2 separate regions of the Podarcis muralis genome follow, and region 1 is linked to region 2. The links are chromatin contacts, called in public Hi-C maps. All regions are on one chromosome and are shown on one strand. Each heading gives the region's core, a stretch centred on a gene start, on an enhancer-like site or on the middle of the called end of the contact. The rest is flanking DNA. Distances are from core to core; before and after follow the strand shown.

Region 1 (4,021 bases), core at 358-2,857, 180 kb before region 2:
TTCTCCTTCTCCTCCTCCAGTTGCTGCATCTTTCCTTCATCTCCTGCCTGACCATCAGCTTTAGACTACCACATTTTACTTCCCTCTTTCTCATTAAACAATCTGCTTCTCCAAACATGTGCACCCATGATGCTCTTCCTGTTTGTTCTCTCTGCCAGTTCAATTGGGCAAGCAACTCATGAGGTTGCTTGGGGCAGGAAAATGTATGTGTTGCGGTGAAGCTGCATGGAATCTAAGGGGTGGATCCTGGGATCCCTTATAATGACACAGAATACTTTGGGGATAGAATTATGACAGTAACAACTGGACTCAATTTTAAAGTGCTGCACGGCTCACACATGACCCAGCAGTTGCTTCCATGTCTGGCAAAGAATGTGGTACAACAGCCCTTGGGTCAATAAAATGCCTTGAGGTGCTGTGATCTATTTAGAAGTACATCCTACTGAGTTCAATGAGGTTTACTACCATTCACTACAAATAGATTCAAGTTACAAGAAAGGAGATTCCAACTAAACAAGAAGAACTTTCTGATGGTAAGAGATGTTCGACAGTGGACCAGACTCCCTTAGAACAGGCATGTCCAAAGTCCGTTTCAGGGGCCTAATCCGGCCTGCCGGTTGGTTTAATCCAGTCCCCATGGCAGTTTATTTCCTGGGGTAAAATCCTAAAAAACCCCTCAACTAGTTCAATCCTAAAAGAAGCTCAACTCCAACCCTAAAAAAAGCACAACAACTCTTCAATCCTATAAAAAAAGGTCAACAACACGGCGCTTCACTTCATCAAATCTAGCCCTCTTTGAAAAAAGTTTGGACACCACTGCCTTAGAAGGTGGCGGACTCTCCTTCATTGGAAGCTTTTAAGCAGATGTTGGATGGCCATCTGTCATGGATGCTTTCAGTGGCAGATCTTGGGACCCCAAATTTCACTGGTGCCCTGTATGACACTAAAATTCGGCTCTCTTACACCTCTCATGCTCCATTGTAAATCATAGTTGTGGCGTCCCCAGCAGCACCCCCAAGGCTCTATGCCCAGTGTGACCAAACTGGCTGCACTCCCCTGAAACAACATCTGATGCTCTAGTCGGGATTCCTGCATTGCAGGACGTAGGACTAGATGCGCCTCAGCGTCCCTTCCAACTCTACACTTCTATGATATAAACATGCATAGGGCTGCAGCTTTGTATTCAGTCCTTTGTGTCTTTGCAAGGGAGTTGGGTGGGGAGAAGATCACAATTAATTGACTCCACTGGACCATAAAGAAGGCTGATCGCCGAAGAATTGATGCTTTTGAATTATGGTGCTGGAGGAGACTCTGGAGAGTCCCTGGGACTCTCCATGGGATTGCAAGAAGATCAAACCTATCCATTTTGAAGGAAATCAGCCCTGAGTGCTCACTGGAAGGAAAGATCCTGAAGCTGAGTCTCCAATACTTTGGCCACCTCATGAGAAGAGAAGACTCCCTGGAAAAGACCCTGACGTTGGGAAAGATGGAGGGCACAAGGAGAAGGGGACGACAGAGGACGAGATGGTTGGATAGTGATCTTGAAGCTACCAGCATGAGTTTGACCAAACTGTGGGAGGCAGTGGAAGACAGGAGTGCCTGGTGTGCTCTGGTCCATGGGGTCACAAAGAGTCAGACACGACTAAACGTGTAAACAACAATTGACTCTACCTACTGTGGTCCCTGACTCTGCCTACCAGTAGCTGCCAGTGGGTACCAGCCTCCAGGTTTAGAGGCAACAAGCCTCTAGATACCAATTGCTGGATAAGGGTGAGAAATAGTCATTGCCCCTGTGTCCTGCTTGTGGGGCTTCCAAGTGTCTTTTGGCTAGCTTGGCCACTGTGATTTGTTTTCCCACACTGAACTTCAATTCACCAAAGCTGTCATCTGTGGATGTGTTGTCATCAGCACATATGTGGCAGCTGTCTGAAATTGTCTGGGGATATGCTGCATCAATTCTCCAGTAGATGGAGCATCTTCATTGCTTTTCTTCAAGAGTATTTGGGGAAAGAGAAAGGAAGAGAAAGTGAGTTGATTCATTAAAAAAAACAAAGAGATCTGTTCCCACTGATTTCAGTCAGGTATTCAATACTTTGGGGCTATTCTCATGACCACCTTTAATTTCCCAATTTTGGTGCAGTATGATATTGCATTTTCCCAGTAGTCAAACCACAGTATTATGTACTTTGGAAAACTGGATACTTCTTCCTCCAGGATCATAGCTGTTAATATTGACTGTATACAGGGCTTTTTTCAGCTGGAACCATTTCAGCCAAGAACCACACACTTAAATGGCTGGTAGTAGTACTCTTTAATACTTCAATCTTTTTTAAAAAAATATGTGCGCATTTATTTAATCCCGAGCAAATATGGTTTACGATTGCACTCTTCTTGTGGGGTTGTGCAGGGAATCAAGCAGACGTGCAATCTGAGACATGACAGGGGAACTGCCCAAAGGTGCTTGGAGAAGATTATGGTTATTAATATAGATAATAATAGTAATAGTAATAATAGTAATTATTAATAGTAATTATTAATAGTAATTATTAATAGTAATTATTATTATTATTATTATTATTATTATTATTATTATTATTAATTAAATTTGTATACTGCCCTCCATCCAAATGTGCTTGGAGAAGAATACTCTTGTTGCTAATTTTTAGTTGATTATAATTCTAATAATTTTATTAAATTTGTATACAGCCCTTCACCCAAAGGTGCTTGGTCATGGGGTTGCCATATGTCCAGAATTTCCTGGAAGACTCACTTTTGTATCTGGATTTTCACTTTTTGAAATATTATGCTTGGAGAAGAATACAGTCGTCGTTATTTTTATATATTTATCGTCACCGCCAATTAAATTTGTATACCACCCTTTATCCAAAGAGCCCAGGGAGCTTCACAACAGAATAATGCAAAATGAGAACTTTATTATATACATTATATATAGCAAAACGAAAAGCAAATCAATTACACCTCCCCCCCAAACCCCCACATTTTAACTGCCGTAGAATGTTATAAATCCCCGGAGGAAGGGCGCGCAACCCTAACCCATGTCTACTCGGAAGTAAAGCCCCACTGCGCCCAGAGGAACTGACTAGGGAGCAAAGCCTTCTTTTGGACGCAGCGGGCTCAGCCAACCCCCTCAGGGCTTCCCGCCAAACGAATCTCCTCAGGCGGCGCAGCTCCCCTCCCCCGCCCGCCCCGCTGCCGTTAGGGCTTAAAATAAAGGCGGGAAACAGGCTGCCGAGCGCCTGAGGCGGATCACCGCAGCCAAACGGCGGTTAAAGCACCGCGAGAAGCGCCTCAGAAACGCGCGTCTTTCCTCCGCCTCCTCAGCTTTTCCCGCGCTTTTCCCCCCAGGGCGGCGCCATTTTGCATTCTGCTGAACAGCGTTTTAAGAGGTTGACTCTCAGCCTCCCTGTGAGCCTTACTGCCCCCATTGAATAAACAGGACCCCCCTTCCCAAACGAAGTGGGGTGTTTTTTGTTTTGTTTTGTTTTGTTTTGTTTTGTTTTGTTTTCTGACAAAGGACAGCAGGTCTGGTGCCATACACGCCGCAGATTATTTTTATCTGTTCTTCTGAAACCGTGTTTGTGGTGGGGTTTTTTTTTTGTCATTAATGGGGTTTTAAAATCTATTTTTATTACTGTTGTTGTCAGACTGCCCTTAAATCACGTTGGAGGTGAAGGCTGTGGTTTGAAAGTATTTTTAAAGTGAATGAACTGCCCTGTGGCCTTCGGCTGAGGGGGCTATATAGAAATTTAATAAACAAAGAAAGAAACAGGGTTTTGTAGAAATGCATGTTATGTGGTCTGGAAACTTTACACCTGACTTAATTTTGAATTTAGATAAAAATGTCGCTGTCGTGCTAATCACTCCTCCTTCTGACTGATCATTTAAGGATCGTGTTTATCGTTACCTGTGAAAAAATTAATCAGGGCAAAAGATTGGTGAACGTGCAGTGTAACTTTGAACACTTTAAACATTGGAACGTTTGTGATGCTTATTCAGATAC
Region 2 (4,046 bases), core at 678-3,177:
CCCCCATCTCTTGCGCAACAAGCTGGTGTTAAAAAGCACAGGGTGCAATGGCCAATTAAGAGTTGGCAACCCTAACCAGCAAGTTGAGGCTGAGCCTCTCAAGAGACATGGACGCCGCTTGTGACCAAACAGAGGTCAACTCCACAGCAGAAACCAACATACCTGGGGAAGGTTACATTTCAGAGGCTGAAAAGAACGGCAGGCTTGCTGGATGAAACAACCCTTTAAAGAGAATCCGTAGCCTTAAAAAAAGAAGAAAACAAGTTATAAAGCAGAGCAATTAATGAGATCCGTTCTCCCTCACCCACCATCACTTGGCAACTGCAGAGGAACTAACAAACACAGAATAGGCACAATACACACCCACAACTCTACCTTTTGATGGTTTCTATAGCGAAAGGGTCAAGTTGTCATAGGAAGGCCAGGAGCCTCATGACAAAGCAAGTCAAAGGGGCTGAGCAAGGGCCCAACCCAGGCTGGCAGCAGCAACAGCCCAGGAGCTGCACAGCAAAGGCAAGAGGCTGAGCAAGAGCCCTGACCCTGGCTGGCAGCAGCAACAGCCCAGGAGCTGCACAGCAAAGGCAAGAGGCTGAGAAAGAGTCTGACCCTGGCTGGCAGCAGCAGACCAAGAGCCACATACAAAAAAAAGGGGGTTGAGCAAGAGCTGGACACTGGCTCACAGCTGCATAGCAAAGGCAGGAGCTGAGCCAGAGCCAGACTCTGTCTGGCAACCGCCTAGGAGCCACATACCAAATAAAGGCAAAGGGGCTGAGCAGGAGCCAGACCCTGGCTGGCAGCAACCCCAGCAAGCAGCTGCCTGGGAGCTACGTACCGAAGCAAGGCAAAGGGGTGCTTGAGCCAGACTCTGGCTGGCAGCAGCAGCCCAGGAGCTGCATGGCAAAGCAAGGGCTGAAGAAGAGTGAAACCCTGGCCGGCAGCCACCACCCAGGAGCCACATACAAAAGCAAAGCAAGGGGCTGAGCAGGAGCCTGACCCTGGCTGGCAGCAACACGCCGAGGCAAGGCAGGGGCTGAGCAAGAGCCAGACCCTGGCCGGCAGCAGCAGCAAGCGCCTTCCTTCCTCTCCCCGCCCGGAAAACCCCAAACCAGCCGCTTTTCGGGGGGGAGCAGAGGCCGAGAGAGGGCGAAAATACAACCACATAGCGAGTCCCGTGGCCAGTTTAAAAAACGTTTATTATTACGGCAAAAGCCTTTCATGCTTAGCCGGGTGGGGCCGAGAAGGAGCCCCAAAGGCCGGAAACCTGACAGGAAGGCGAAGAAGAAGGGAGCCTGCGGAGGAGCCGCCGCTCCTCCTCCCTTCCCTTCTTCGCGCCTTTTTCTCCTCAGGGCCGCCGCCGCCATTTTGGCCCCGGCAAAGCGGAGGAAGGAGAGCGCGCAACAGAGGTCTCCTCGGAGGGTAGGGAGCGGCCGTCGCCGATCCCGCGGGGACCCGCACCTCCTCCTCTTCCCCCCCGATATCGATCAAGAGATATCGATCCATCGCCCACTCACCCAGCCGAGGGAGCCCGCCCTTCTCCGGGAGCCTGGGGGGGGGGGGAGGAAAAGATATTTCTATTTCTCTCTCTGCTTTTATTTATTTATTTATTTCTCCCTCTCTGAATTCTGCTCCTTCCTGGGCTCCTGAGGAGGATGCGGGGCTGGGAAATGGCTTCTTCTTCGGCGGCGATGGCCGGCCGCCGTGGCGCCTCCCCTTCCCTCCCCTCCTCTCTCCCTTCCAGGGGGAATCAAAAAGGGGGGAAGAAAAGAAAGGAAAAGAAAAGAAAAAAAGGGGCTGCTTTATTAACAGCAGGCTCTCTCACCTGGCGAATCGCAAAAGTGCGCGGTGGGTGCAGAGGGAGACGAAGAGGCTCCGGCAGAAGAAGGGCGGGCAGCTGGCAAAACCCCATTATTATTATTATTATTATTATTATTATTATTATTATTATTATTATTATACCGCTTTATATTTTCAAGGCGGGAAATTTATTATTATTATTATTATTATTATTATTACCCCGCCCATCTGGCTGGATCTATACCCTCCAGCATTTATCCAATGAAAATAGGGACGTCCCATTCCATAATAATTTTTCATTTTATTTCTATACAGCTTTATATTTTAAAGGAGGGAAATATTATTATTATTATTATTATTATTATCATTATCATTATTATTATTATTATTACCCCGCCCATCTGGCTGGGTCCATACCCTCCAGCATTTCTCCGATGAAAATAGGGACGTCCCATTCCATTGTTATTATTCATTTCATTTCTATACCGCTTTATACTTTAAAGACAAAAATCTAATTATTATTATTATTATTATTTCTATACCGCTTTATATTTTCAGGGAGGGAAATCTCTTATTATTATTATTACCTCGCCCATCTGGCTGGATCTGTACCCTCCAGCATTTCTCCGATGAAAATAGGGACGTCCCATTCCATAATAATTTTTCATTTTATTTCTATACAGCTTTATATTTTAAGGGAGGGAAATATATTATTATTATTGTTATTATTATTATTGTTATTATCCCGCCCGTCTGGCTGGGTCCATACCCTCCAGTATTTCTCTGATGAAAATAGGGACGTCCCATTCCATTATTATTATTCATTTCATTTCTATACCGCTTTATACTTTAAAGACAAAAATCTATTATTATTATTATTATTATTATTATTATTATTATTATTATTATTATTATTTCTATACCGCTTTATATTTTCAGGGGGGAAATTTATTATTATTATTACCCTGCCCATCTGGCTGGATCTGTACCCTCCAGCATTTATCCAATGAAAATAGGGACGTCCCATTCCATTATTATTATTCATTTCATTTCTATACCTCTTTATATTTTTAAGATGATGATGATGATTTATACATACACACACACATCTTACTGGGCTGCCCCAAGCACTCTGGGCAGCTTCCAACATATATAAAAACATAATAAAAAAGTAAACATTTAAAAAAATATTCCCAATATAGGATTGCCTTCAGATGCCTCAAGGGTCAGATAACTCCGTACCCTCCAACATTTCTCCGATGAAAATAGGGCTGTCCTAAGGAAAAGCAGGACATTCCAGGATGAAATCAGAAACCTGTAAATCGGGGACGTCCCTGGAAAATAGATCTCCCTAGCCACTCTGGGTGGCTTCCAGCGCATATAAAAACACCACAATTTCTAATTTTATTTTTAATTTATAAATTTATATTTATATATGTTGGCAGTGCTACTCTTGTGACCCATTTTAGATCACCCCACGACCCAAGTAGTGGGTCCTGGCCCCTCAGCTGAAGTTCACTGCTTTACACTATTATTATTACTATTTATTAAATTTATTTACTGCCCTTTGTCAGAAGACCACAGGGCAGTTTACAACACAAATGTAACCAACATGGTATAGAAGTCCTTAGTAAAAGGCCTGCAACATAGGTGCTTTATGGGTCGTGGTTTGCGGCACATTAAAACATCAAACGAAACGATCCAGAATGAAACAGTTACTGAAGAAAGTCAAATACAAAGTATACATTCAAAGCAACCTAATTAACAGGAAACTAAAACATCTTAAAGAGACTTCAAAACAAAAGATTACACTGGAGGTCAACTCTAACATACATATTTAACACAAACAAAGTTAACAACAACTAAAGTCTTAAAACATTTCAAAAGACAACATTGCTAAATGAAGTAAAATATAAAATATATGGTCTCTGGCCTCTTGAGCAGCCTCAGCTTTTGTAGCTGGAGTCAGTGATTCGACAATGAATAAGTCAAATGTGGGTATTTGTTTCTGTTTGTTTCATAATATTTCATGGACTCAACTGTACAGTTGGAAGGGGACACAAGGGTCAGTTAGTCCAGCTCCCCTGCAGTGCCAGGAGTCTTTCACCTGATGTGGTCTTAGACCCCTGAGATTGAGAGTTACTGAACAAACTTAATAGTTAAAAATTAAATTTACCTAAATATTAACTTTAGCAAATTCAGGAAGTTATACACCACTCTGATGTTTAAAACAACAACAGCGCCCTCAAAAA

What was found. A called contact is a pair of places that touch in the nucleus more often than the background predicts.
Region 1: a Hi-C map of blood shows a contact between it and region 2, with 4 times the contacts expected there. The contact joins the promoter of C1H14orf39 here to the promoter of PCNX4 in region 2. A contact is called at or near these places in 2 of 3 Hi-C or Micro-C datasets (blood and tail).

What each region holds. Positions count from the first base shown.
Region 1 is chr1:9,080,602-9,084,622 of rPodMur119.hap1.1, reverse strand. C1H14orf39 (chromosome 1 C14orf39 homolog) reads left to right here and starts at 1,607. Exons shown (of 22, transcript XM_077921733.1): 1 at 1,607-2,026.
Region 2 is chr1:8,902,437-8,906,482 of rPodMur119.hap1.1, reverse strand. It overlaps PCNX4 (pecanex 4), which reads right to left and starts at 1,927. Exons shown (of 12, transcript XM_028737737.2): 1 at 1,820-1,927; 2 at 163-242.